Linked DNA regions of Mus musculus: region 1 is linked to region 2. A link is a contact called in public ChIA-PET data. All regions are on one chromosome and are shown on one strand. The core of a region is the stretch at or near the end of the contact, and the rest is flanking DNA. Distances in the headings are between cores, read along the strand shown.

Region 1 (6,271 bases), core at 3,531-6,030, 120 kb after region 2:
TTTAGGTAAGATTGTCTCGTAAGCTCAACCAGTAATTAAGCCCTACTGTAAGAAAAAGAAATGTGTTTAAGTCATAAGATTATTAAAAGTAGCAGAATAAAAGTGACAGTTAGGGTAGGTGACATACAGGAGGGCTTGTAAGATGAAGTTCTACCAATTAATTATGTTAGCTAGCCTGGAGGTCAAGTCACAGGAGAGATCAAGTAATATTTTACAAAAGTACAGTTCCAAAATTCATAGGCAAGGCTTCCCCTTCTACCCACGGAGGGACAACTGACACTAGACCCATCCTCCTATGGTAAACAACTACAATCTTGGGCAAAGTCACGAGGCCAGGCGTTTTCATGTCTGGGTGTTCACCTGCTTGTCTGGCTATGACCCTGGGTGTATAATGCCTGCAGAAGCTAGCAGATGGCTTTGGATCCCCTGGGACTCGAGTTACAGATGGTTGTGAGCTACCAGGTTAGTGCTGGGAACCGATCCAGCACTCTCTCAAAAGGCAGCCAGTGTTCTTAAACCACTGGCCATCTTTCCAGCCCCAAGAATTTTAAGATGAGTTTTTCTTAGCTTTGCCTCTGAGTGCCAGCAGGAACACCCGTTTATAGCCAAGCAATACCTAGACGCTCTACAATATAAAGCATACGATATAAATCACACGGTGTATTAAGAAACAGAAAAATGAGGGGGCTGGAGAGGTCTCTCGGTGGTTATGAGCACTGACTGTTCTTCCAGAAGTCCTGAGTTCAATTCCCAGCAACCACATGGTGACTCACAACCATCTGTAATGGGATCCGATGTCCTCTTCTGGTGTGTCTGAAGACAGCAACAGTGTACTCACATACAATAAATAAATAAATCTTTAAAAAAAAAAAAAGAGTTGGGCAGTGGTGAGGCACGTCTTTAATCCCAGCACTTGGGAGGCAGAGGCAGGCGGATTTCTGAGTTCCAGGTCAGCCTGGTCTACAGAGTGAGTTCCAGGACAGCCAGGGCTACACAGAGAAACCCTGTCTCAAAAAACAAAAACAAAAACTAAAACCAAAACAAAACAAAAAAAAAGAAGAAACAGAAATATGCAAATAAATCAAGAAAACTGAAAAACAGTGACTAGAAACAGGGTTGTCTAAAGGTTAGAATGGCTATCATAAAGTAGGAAATGAGAACCTTATTTTGAGTAAACATTAAACTGAAATACAGAGGCCTGAAATAATGTATTAGTCTTACGGTTTCCATGAGTTAGGAATCTATAAGCAGTGTATCTAGAATGTCTGGCTTGGGGTCCGTGACGGCTAATCTTTATGCTCAGCCTGGCTGGGACCAAGTGTCCAAAGGGTATGCCTAGTTTTATTCTGGAGGCCAGTATTTTAGTTGGTGACTTTGAGAGAGCCCTGGATTGGTTCCCAGCACTAACGTAGTAGCTCACAACCATCTCTAACTTGAGTTCCCACCTGCTCTGAGGGGTGGCTGGGCCTCACCTCTTCAACTGAAGGCTTGGATAGTTAAAACATTGGCCTCACCCAGAAAATGGGAGGGAGCCTGGAGGCAGATGGGCTTCTGGCCTAACTGCCCATGGCATCAGCTCTTCCTGGGTCTCTACCATGGCAGTTCACCCTGTACACTGTGAACTTGCCAGCAGAAATGTGGAGGAACGCTGCTTGATGGCACACAGACTCACACCTAGCTGGCTTTCTGACATAGCCTGGGTCCAACTGCGTCAGAACTGTGCTACCCACAGTGGTCTGGCTCCACCTGCATCAACTTGCAATCAAGACAACTCCCCGCAGACTCACTCACAGGGCAATCTGAGGCTCACAGGCAATCCACTGAGACTCCCTTCTCTAGGCTGTGAGACTCTGGGCTGTGCCAAGTGCACAGTTAAGCTAAATAGGACAGAAAGTATCTCCTGAGGTTGTACTACAGGCCTGGAGTAGTCAATCTAGAAGCAGCTAATTTCTGTGACTGGCAAGGTGGTGGCTGTGAGTAAAAGCCTTCAGTTCCTATGTGGGCTTCCCCATGGCTGCCTGAGTGACCTCATGTCATGGCTGCCTGACCCTCATGAGAAAGATGTCAGGTACAAACTATCCTTTCTCTAATCTAGGTTTAGAAGCTCTAGCATCACTTCTGCCGCCCTGTTCTGAGACACAAGCCACATGACTAACGCTGAGAGAGAACTGCAGGAGTTAAAGGGAGGAGAGACGAGTGGACGAGACAACAGGGAGGCATCCCAGCAAAATTACAAACTACTTCAAAGGTGCATTGCGTCTTGGTGTGTGGTCGTATGGTGGCATACAGCTGCCATATCTCAGATTCTTAAGGGGATAAAGTTTATTGTGTCTATGTCCATCCTCAGTACAGCTGATTTAAAAACAGAGAATTAATCAGAGGCAGAAAGACACGCCTCAACACACAAGGGGACAATGACGGCTGACATCGCATTAAAAACAGAGGCTGAGAGTGGCGGCAGCACATTGAGTAAGAAAACCCTAGCCGCGGTTCTCTGATGATGCTTGAACTCAGTGGCTTGAACTCAGCATGGCTTGGGAGCCACATGAGAAGCGCAGGAGCGGGCTAGCAGTCCCGGAAGTAGGCGTGGTCATCGTGTGCACTGTGTGGGAGTGGTCGGAACAGCTGTCCATCACAGCCATCTCGGCTCTGCTCCGAGCTAACACAGCTCCTAGAAACCAGGAAGGAAGGCCCACTTGGAGCTTCCCCTTGGAGGGAAAGAGAAGAGGGACGTGTGCTCCCACACTGCAGCTTCCCATAGCTCTGCCGGCTCACGCTGAGCACTGAGGAGCCATCCGCACGCGGTGTCCCAGGTGCCTCAGGACCAGAACCTATGGCATCTTGGAAAATGCCCGCACAGTTCCATGGGGCAGGGGTCCAGGCTTTTCCCCTGGGAGGACAGAGAAGAGGGGGACATATGTCTAACTGTGTCAAATGCCTGGCATTCAGGAAAACTGTCCGAGGCACTGATCTCTGCCTCACTAGACTGTGGCACAGGTAGAGCTTACTCTGTGAGTTTAACTTCCTCATTTTCTCAAAGTAGAAAACAGAGGACCAAGTTGAGGCCTGTCTTCTTCTTTAAACTCAAATGTTAACAGCTGTGAATTTTTCATCCACGATGCCTTACATGGTCTAAACTGCACACATGTCCAGAGACATGCAATGGAGAAAAATGTAGGGAAATTCTACTTTCACTCAGTTGACACAATCTAGATTTAGTCTGTCTGATCTGTTGTGGTGACTCCTTATTTCTCACATTGGTAATTTATCCGCTGTTCTTGATTACTCCTCTAGAGATTTAAAAAAAAATCCAAATATTTGCCTTGTTAATAGTCTATTTCCTATTTCACATAACATTTTTATAATTTATTTTCCCAACATACGTAGGCTAAGTTCGGTTTCACAGGCTAAAATAGTATCAACTCAAGCCTTCTCACTTTCTTTTTAAAGATTTTTAAAATGTTTTATGTATATGACTACACTGCAGCTGTCCTCTGCCACACCAGAAGAGGGCATCAGATCCCATTACAGATGGTTGTGAGGCACCATGTGCTTGCTAGGAATTGAACTCAGAACCTCTAGAAGAACAGTCAGTACTCTTAACTGCTGAGCCATCTGTCTAGGCTTCAAGACTTCCTTTTTAATATACATGTTTACAGACCTTAAAAAACGATGTCACCTTCATATCACAATATTTAGTGTGACATATTTTTCTACCAAGAAAAAATATTTTCTATTTTTCCAATTTTCTTAGGCCCTTTTGTTATTCAGAGTTAACTTGTTTAGTAGTAAGATATTGGGGTAATCTAAATATCTTACTGATTCCTAATTCAATTCCATTACTGTCAAGAATACTCTCTCCAAGATGTCAGTTTTTAAGATTTTTATTAAATTGAGAAAATTCCTTTCAATGGTTCTAAAATGGAATACACACATGGAAGAAATAAAAGCCAACCTACGCATACAATTAATTCAAGGAAAGTCACAGAGCTAAATATAGTTTCTAAAAGTCAACAGAAGAAGAAAACCTTACAGCCTAGGGGCAAGCAAAATTTCCTAAGATACAGGAAGCCCTGTTAATAAAAAACAAAACAATACAAAAAACCTGACAAAAGGTCTTTACCAAATTAAAATACTCTGGCTATCAAGAAATAACTTTAGGAAGATTGAAAATCAAACTACTGGAAGAAAAATTATATTAAAAAAACTAATGTAAAGAGAATTTATATAAAGTATGAATAAAATACTAAGATTATAAAATGGGAGGAAATACTACATAAGCTCAATATCTTAAGTCCTCAGAGAACACAGACTGACACAGTGAGACTCCATTTCACGAGGACCAGAGCAAATAACAGAAACATGGGCGACAGCTGCTATAGGCCAGGCTGCAGTGAAGCTGGACGTCCATTTATTGATGGTGATAATGACGGTGACAATATAACACAGGACGACCATTCAGGTGTGGGTATTTCTTATAAAGTTCAGTACGGGTGCCTTGTTAGAAGTGGGCATAGCATCAGTCTTATAAAGTTGAGCATAGACCTTCCCTCTGACTGACTCATCTATCCTAGTCATATAATCCCAAAGACCTGAAAACAGTCATCCATAAAAATAATAAAAATAGCCAGAAAGTAAAGCAACTCCTGTGCCCATCAACACATGGCGGCGGCAACATCACACAGGAAACTGATGCAGGAAGAGCATCCCCAGTGACTGTGCACTGTCCTGATCCTGTGTATACAAGGCTAGCAAAGAGAAGCTGGCCTGTGGGGGACCAGAAATGGAGAGTTGGGTGAAGGGCTGAGGCACACAGGCGTTCTGGGGTAACAGAAAGTCCCCACATCCTGTCTAGGATGCCAATTCGACTTGACGACACAGTTCAAAGAACTCATCCAATCATACACTTAGGATACACACCTTTCATTACATATACATTCATCTCAAAGGAAAAAGATAAAAACAGCTTAAGAAAACTTCAACGTTCAAGAGGAAAGCACTTTTCAAAGTACCTAAGACAACTTTTTAAAAAGATTTAAATAAGAGTTAGTGAAACCCAATTTTAAAGTAAGAACTCAAGTGGTACCAAACTTATCAGCACAGACACTGCTCTGAAGCTGGGTTTCCTGAGATGCAGAGGACGTCACATGGTCTCTATTTCCATCACTCGGACCACAGAGGTCTTCAAACAAAGTGCTAGTGATGCAGACTTAAATAAATAGAAAAGGGTTAACAGACGCTGGGCATGGTTGCACTCGCCTTTAATCCCAGCACTCGGGAGGCAGAGGCAGGTGGATTTCTGAGTTCAAGGCTAGCCTGGTCTACAGAGTGAGCTCCAGGACAGCCAGGGCTACACAGAGAAACCCTGTCTCGAAAAACAAAACAAAACAAAACAAAACAAAAAAAAAAAAAAAGAAAGAAAGAAAAGGGTTAACAGGAAATGACAGCAGGCAGGCATCATACCTGTCGGGAGAGGAATGTAAATCCTTTTCTCTAGTCTCCTGCGCAGAGCCTCATCAATGTCCCACGGAAAGTTCGTAGCAGCCAGGACCATCACCATTTTGGATGGGTCATCATTTTCTAAGGCTCCTCCAACTCCTGGGCACAGAGAGCAGGGAGGGGTGTCAGTGTCACGCCGATGGCCACTGAAATCCTTTCCCTCAGCGGGCATCTCTAAGTGTTAGCCACAGCTCTTGGTGGGGCCTCTGTGACTTCAATAGCGGCATGGCAAAACCATGCATCAGCACAGAACAAAACTAAGGAGCCGAAGAATCCAACAGCCTAGGGCAGGACTCTTTCCAGTCTTTCTGTAAGAAAGCCATGCATATTGCTTCCGAAGACTCGGAGTCTGGGGTCCACTCATCCTTTCATGTTTTCCCTATAAACTGCCTCTTTCCTGATTTATTTGGGGGGAGGGTTGGTAATTTAGTTGGCTTTCTCAATAAGAACTGCTGAAACACTGCATAGTGCTTTATGATCAGAGAAAATATTGTCTGCTTCTTCATAATTATAGTTTTAGGATTAAAACTTTTATCAGGGCGTAGTAGTGCACATTTTTAATCCCAGCGACTGGGAGGCAGAGGCAGGTGAATCTATGTGAGTTCAAGGCCAGCCTGGTCTATGTAGAAAGTTCAAAGTCAGCAAGATCTACAAAACAGAGAGACTCTATCTCAAAAACAACAACAAAACAATAACAAAAAAAAAACTTTTGAGAGTACACAATTGGATCATGGCAATGCACTGTGAAATATCATTTCATACATAAGTTCAC
Region 2 (6,700 bases), core at 82-2,581:
GGGACTTGCTGTTTCGACTTCATTCCAGAGGTTTCCAGACCCTCCCCTGCTCACTCCGGGTGACTCACCTGCTTGCAGAAAAGTCCAGCCCTCCCCTCTCTCATTTTATTTGATGTTATGTTCAAAAAAGCAATTTGGGGCTCAATTGAACATCACATGTCTCTTGATTAAATCTCCAGTCTTTCTCTTGCCTCCGGAATGTATCTTGGGCCTGGCCAGGCACTGCGTAGCTCATTAGAGCCGGATGCCTGGAGGAGAGCACGTGTGGACCTTTAAAACAGTGTGGACCAAGGCAGCCCTATTCTAAAGCAACTCCCTCGCTCAAGAGCTTCCCTCCTCCACAGCCCTCCCACAACCCTGTCCATAAGGTCAGAGAGAACGTGGTTCATTTTTCAGTCTTGAAAGCCAGTGTGCCCTTTAGGCAGCAGCTCAGAGAGAGCCAGAGGCCACGCACACTGTAGTAGTCTGGGTCCCCTCTGGTCACTGTGCATTTCAACACAAGGACATGTGGCAGCTCCTGGGGAGGACATGCCTTCTCCTGCTCAGAAAGCCAGCACCTGAATGGCTCCTGTGTGTCTGCTTGGGTCATAGCCCAGGGTTTCATGTGATCTGATCTGGTCAGCGACGTAGAAGGAGAAATGTCCCTACCAGAGAAGAGAGACAGATCCAGTCTGTGAGGATGAGATGTTTGCCACTGCCACAGAGAAGGACCTGAAGGATCTTAGGGACGCCCATGTCCTTGGTAATTTTCCTTCTGTCGCTGTGATAAGAAGACACTTTCACTAAAGTGACTTAACGAAGAAGGGTTTCATTCTGGATTACCGTTCCAGACCGGAGTCACAGTCCCACAGTGACAGGAGATGGCCACCTTCATCTGCAGTCACGGAGCAGAGAGAGACAAATGTGAGCAAGGGCTCAATGTCTTATTTTTGTACTGTCCAGGAACCCCTGCCCAGGCACTGGCCCCAGCCACAGTTAGGATGAATCTTCCCCACCAGGCCTGGTGGTGTTTGTTTCTAATCCCAGCACTGGGGAGGCAGGAGCAGGTGGATCTCTGTGAGTTTGAAGCCAGTCTGGTCTACAGAGGGAGTTCCAGGACAGCCAAGAATACACAGAGAAACCCTGCCTCAGAGAGAGAGAGAGAGAGAGAGAGAGAGAGAGAGAGAGACTTCCCATATAAGTCAATGTAATCAAGATACCCCCCCCCCCAGTGATGCCCAGGGGTCATCTCTTGGGTGTACATTGGGAACTGTGTTGCAGGATATACAATTGCAGGATTGTAATGAAGACTGGATGAACTTATTCATGCCGACCACAAAGCAGTCACATCCTGTGTGAGGAAGTGGAGGCCCTGGTTGCTGAGAAGCAGCAAGGCTCTGCTGTCTGACTCTCCATGTGGCTTTAGCGTACCCATCGATGACAGCATGATTTAATGTCTGTTCATAGTGATGACCCTGTGAAGATCTGTGCCAGGGTTGTGCTGCTTAGCCTGATGAGAGGAGTCCTAGTTCAGCTCAGACTACTGTAACAAACTCTCACAGACGAGGTGAATTTATAAACCACAGAAATACATTGCTCACCATCCCAGCTGCCAGAAGTCTGAGACCAGGCTACCAGCATGGTTGGCTTCTAAAGAAGGAAATATTCCCAGTTGTACACTGTGGACTTAATGAGTTCTTACACTTAAGAAAAGGAGAGAGAGAGCTCTCTGGAGACTGGCTCATAAGTGGAGTGTTCCCACCCATGACAGCTGCACCATTATTACACAGTCATTTCTCAGACCTGGTCTCCGGATCATAGCCCTGGATGTTAGAATTTCAACATGGGGGCTGGAGAGATGGCTCAGCGGTTCAGAGCACTGACTGCTCTTCTAGAGGTCCTGAGTTCAATTCCCAGCAACCACATGGTGGCTCACAACCATCTGTAATGGGATCTGATGCCCTCTTCTGGTGTGTCTGAAGAAAGCAATGGTGTACTCACATATATAAAATGATAAATAAATAAATAAATATGGACAGCGACAGTGCACTCATATACATAAAATAAATAATCTTTAAAAAAAAAGAATTTCAATATGGGGGCTGGGACAGGACAACTACTCAGGTCACACCCCTCCTGAGTATAGCCATTTCTTATGTTTCTTGCCCTTTGATGATGATGCTGACATCTTATGACTTAGACAATAACACATATGAAACACTTACTTTAGCACTAGCTACAGTCAGTGCTCAAAGAGTGAAATTCTTACCACTTCTAGTTTGGGCATAAAGTCGTGGACAAGCAATTCCACTACCTTTCAAACTGATCTGAGGGGGCTGGTAAGGCAAACCAGGGGCGAACTTGGCTCAGAGCCCAGTGCAGCCAGCCCAGAGTAACTTTCCCATGGAATGAATGACAAAAAAAGACAGCCAGGACGGAGCTGGAATTAGAACTTCCTTCATTGTAAATGAAAACGCCAGGCTTTGTTGATCAATGCTTGCTCTTTACTCCCAAGAGAGAAAAGGCAGATTTGGAAGGCACTAGAACTGGCAGCCTCCAAGGTTCTTACCTGAGTGCTGGGCTACCAGATAGATCATTGGACGGAACCGAAGAACTCCGTCCCCACCAAGGAAGGGTTACCTCAGCAAAACGTTACCACCCTCCAAGGACTCCTCACTGAAAACCCTCAGGTTCTATACTTCCCTGCTCTTCTACCCTGCCTCTGTCCCAGCCCCGCCCCTGCCCCGCCCCAGCTCCCTCCCCCGCCCCCCACCCTTCCCTGCTCTGGATCCAGCCTCTAACATCTCTAGTATTTCTGTAGCAAACTGTTGCTCTCTATCCCGGGTTAGTCTCTGAGCTTCTATGGGACCCATTTTCTGACTGTGCCATTCCTACTCCTGGTGTCGGGTTGTGGGTGCAGTCTATCATCCCATACTTGAGTCTCCAGCTTGTATGGAGCCCTACTGTGGGAGTCGGAGGAGGAGCAGGAAGTAAAAGGGCGAGTAAAACGTCGCCTCCACCTTTCCTGACAATCTGTTAGGACAAGACAGACAGGGCAGGTAATCAACCTGGACACATGGCAGATCGGTCTGGAGGACATGAGCACAATAATTATCTCTGAGGAATTGTCTGGAAGCTCTTGTTTCAGCAAATTCAGCAGAGTCCTAGGTGCTGACTCGAAATACATATATTACAGATTCTATTTTTCTCAGTCAGACTTAATTGGACAGATGTTTTACTAAATCAAATTCGATTAGGCTGTTAGTTGAAGCTTTCACTTTGTCTAATGAGCACAGGCTGCCCCCGGCACATCCTACCCACCTCAGGGAATCACAAAAACTTGCAAACGAAACTAGGCAAGCATGAATTCTCTAAAGCTTATATATATATATTTGCATGTATGTGTGCATTCAAGCTAGAGAGGTCATTTATACCTGTGAGGCTATTTTTTTTCTATAAAACATCCCTGTTGGTTGTTGGAACAGCCAGAGCAAAGTACCAGAAACTGAATGGCTTGTTAGCGTCATGGTGCTGAGCAAGGAATCCAGAGCCTTGCACCTGGTAAGCAAGGGCTATTAGTATTGAGCTGCATTCCAAGTCCCGGAATGAGGAAATTTTATTTTACCGTTTTGGAAGCCAGAAGTCCAAGACCAAGCTACAGGCAGGGCTGGTTTTTTCTGAGGTCTGTAAAAAAAAAAATCAAAACCGTCTCTCAGACTCTGAGGGATTGCTGGTAGTCTTTACAAATGTTTCATCCTTCATCATACTTAACTAGAGCCTACCCTAGTGACTTTGTCTTGGTCATCAGCCCCATCCATCAGCAGATAGGTCCCTGCCTCTGGCTTTTGCTGGTTAGGATGTCAGCATGTTTGGAGAAGGCAGATTCAACTCATGATAACATCAGGTTTTATAGTAGTTACTTTTCTGTTGCTGTAGAGAAACACAATGGCCAAAGCAATGAATAAAAGCATTTAATTTGGGGCTTGTTTACAGTTTCAGAGGGTGTCCATCATGGGGGGAAAACATGGCAATAGACAGGCAGGCATGGTGCTGAAGCAGTAACTGAGAGTTTACATCTGACACTAAAGTTGGAGGAAGAGGGAGAGCTAACTGGGAAACACAAAGCCTGTTCCCCTATGACACATCTCCTCCAATGAGGCCACGCATCCTAATTCTTTCCAAACAGTTCCACCAGTGGAGGACCAAGCATTTAAATGGGGTTTATGGGGTCCATTGTCATCCAAACCACCACACTTTGCAAAGGGCTATGGATTGAGATTTGGTTCCCAGCTGGTGACAATATTTGGGAGGAAATTTGAGGAAATGAAGTCTATAGTAACAATTTTGGAGGTTTGATTTCTTTAAAAAGAAAACAAAAAGAAAACAAAACAACACAGAAATGTTATAAGAATATGTTTTTGTTTTAATTCCAGATGTAAGATATGAGGCTGCTTCAGATTGTCCACAGCAGCTGGTTATGATTTTCCTCATGCTCTAGCAGAGGCATGGTTTTGCCAGCTGCGATTGTGTGATGTTTAGAATTCTGAGGACTTTTCAGGGGGTATATATATATATATATATATATATATATATATATATATATATATATATATATATATATATATATATATATATATGCTAGGGCCTTGAGAGTCTTGGTGGGTTGTTGGTTGCTGCTGGTCACTGTTGGTTGCTGTTGGCGGTGGTTTAGTTAAGTAGTCAGGCACAAAGATGAAACAACAACAACAAGAAGAAATTAGATATCCTGATGGTGAAGATCAAACTTACCCCAAGGAACTCAAGGCTCTTCATCAACAGGAAGTAGTCTAGTGATAGATAGCATCACCCCCTTTCTGACCTCTGACTTCAGGGATCTCTTTCCTTTCCCCTCTATCCTTTTCTCTTTTTTATCTGTGTTAGGGGTTGAAAGGGTGGAAGAAGGACTGGAGAGATGGCTCAGTGGTTCAGAGTACTGATTGCTCTTCCAGAGGTCCTGAGTTCAATTTCCAGCAACCACATGGTGGCTCACAATCATCTGTAATGGGATCTGATGCCCTCTTCTGGTGAGTGTCTGAAGAAAGCAATGGTGTACTCACATAAATAAAATGATAAATAAATCTTCAAAAAAAAGGGGGGGGTGGAAGAAAAGGGGTGGGGAGTGTTAGAAGAATTGACAAAGTAGCAAAGACCAGCTACAAGGATCTACCTAGATACCTGGTTCTCAACCTTCCTAAGGCTGAGAACCTTTAAGACAGTTCCTCATGTTGTGATGACCTCCACCATAAAATTATTTTCATTGCTATCTCACAACTGTAATTTTGCTACTGTTATATTCTGATAGCTTTAGGTGACATCTACGAACAAGTTGTTCAACCCCATAAAAGTCACAACTCACAGGTTGAGAAGCACCAAGCTAGAGGAAGTTTGTGTGAAACTAGTCTCCTTATAAATAGCTATCAGGGAATTTGGGAAACGCTTGGTGGTGGAGCTATAAGTCAACCATGTTCAAGGCCCTGTATTCTGTTCCCAGTACTGCTCCCCCCCCCCCAAAGTACCCTATAATACACTAGGAAAATTACCATAGAAGTTAATATACAGTAATTACCCTTTCGAGAGGAACATACTTTGGACCACAGATCCCACCGTTGTGGAATGACATATCTAGAACTTGCTGCGGAGACTGAACCAGAAGCAAACAAAAAGGACCTAACATCCTGAAAATATTTTGTCATGTTAACAATATTAAAAACATGTGTGTTCTTTCTAGCCACCAGTTCTAGCCCTCAGTCCCCTCAAGTGTCGTTTCCTACTGCTGCTGGGAGACTTTTGATGGGAAAGTTTGCAAAGCTCTGTCTTCGGGAAATAACTCCGCAGATGTCTCTAGGCACAGAGATACAAGTTGCTACATTGTTGCTGTTCGCAAACCAGAGACAAAGAGCTATCTCTGCATAATCAGTGAACATTTGCTTCTGTCTGGGGGGCACCTTGCTAGGGGCTAGGATACAGTGTGGAAATTATGGCTCTTGTGGACTCCCTGAGCAGATAAAGTCTTGAGTGACTGTGGGCTGTTGACTTGGGCACAGCTGCGTCAAGGACCCAGTGCCTCAGACCCATGGGATTAGCAAAGTCTTCCCGCAGTTCAAGTGATACAGTTGACACTTCATGCAGAAAATGTCCACCCTAGGTTTCCCTTCCTCCCATGTTACTGCCTGAAGTCTGCTCCCCTACAGAGACTACTACTACCAAGATTAGCTCACCCTGCCTCCTTCATCTTCATACTGTCACCCTGCTACCGTATTTATCTGTATATAATAACCCTGTTGCTATATTTATCTGTGTGTAATAACCCCACCTTTCTGTTTATCTGTATGAAGTGACTCCACCTCTCTGTTTATCTGTATGTAACAACCCCACCTCTCTGTTTATCTATATGTAGTGACACCACCTCTCTGTTCAACTGTATATAATAAACACACTAAGCTCTTGGAGCACTGTGGCTTCTCCATCTGAGAGCCCAGACGACCCAATCTCAGCTTTATTGTGTCTGTGTGTCTATCCTGTGTGTGCCATTCCCTCGCCACCCCAGTTAAGTCAATGCCTGGAGCCTGGACACATGATGGTTTTCTTTCTAGTTGCTAGACACTGTGTTCCCAACTGATGGATGTTTTCATAAATAATATCCATAACACACCAGCAAGTCATGTGAGCACTCAATGGAAAT

Evidence for each region. ChIA-PET counts read pairs in DNA pulled down with a chosen protein or histone mark.
Region 1: an RNA polymerase II ChIA-PET map of effector CD8 T cells shows a contact between it and region 2, with 20 read pairs. The contact joins two enhancer-like sites. A contact is called at or near these places in 17 of 484 Hi-C or Micro-C datasets (embryonic stem cells, nephron progenitors and trophoblast stem cells) and 2 of 115 datasets of contacts at active chromatin or transcription factors (effector CD8 T cells and embryonic stem cells).

What each region holds. Positions count from the first base shown.
Region 1 is chr5:148,883,416-148,889,686 of GRCm38.p6, forward strand. It overlaps Katnal1 (katanin p60 subunit A-like 1), which reads right to left. Exons shown (of 11, transcript NM_153572.2): 9 at 5,464-5,598. Among named protein-coding and RNA genes, the nearest start is that of Katnal1, 42 kb to the right of the region's middle. Within about 2 kb of position 4,781, at least 22 of the 459 cell types and tissues checked have an H3K27ac peak or open chromatin away from gene starts, as enhancers often do. A contact at or near this core is called in effector CD8 T cells, where this site is marked.
Region 2 is chr5:148,768,255-148,774,954 of GRCm38.p6, forward strand. No RefSeq gene overlaps it. Among named protein-coding and RNA genes, the nearest start is that of 4930505K14Rik, 6.4 kb to the right of the region's middle. Within about 2 kb of position 1,332, at least 63 of the 459 cell types and tissues checked have an H3K27ac peak or open chromatin away from gene starts, as enhancers often do. A contact at or near this core is called in effector CD8 T cells, where this site is marked.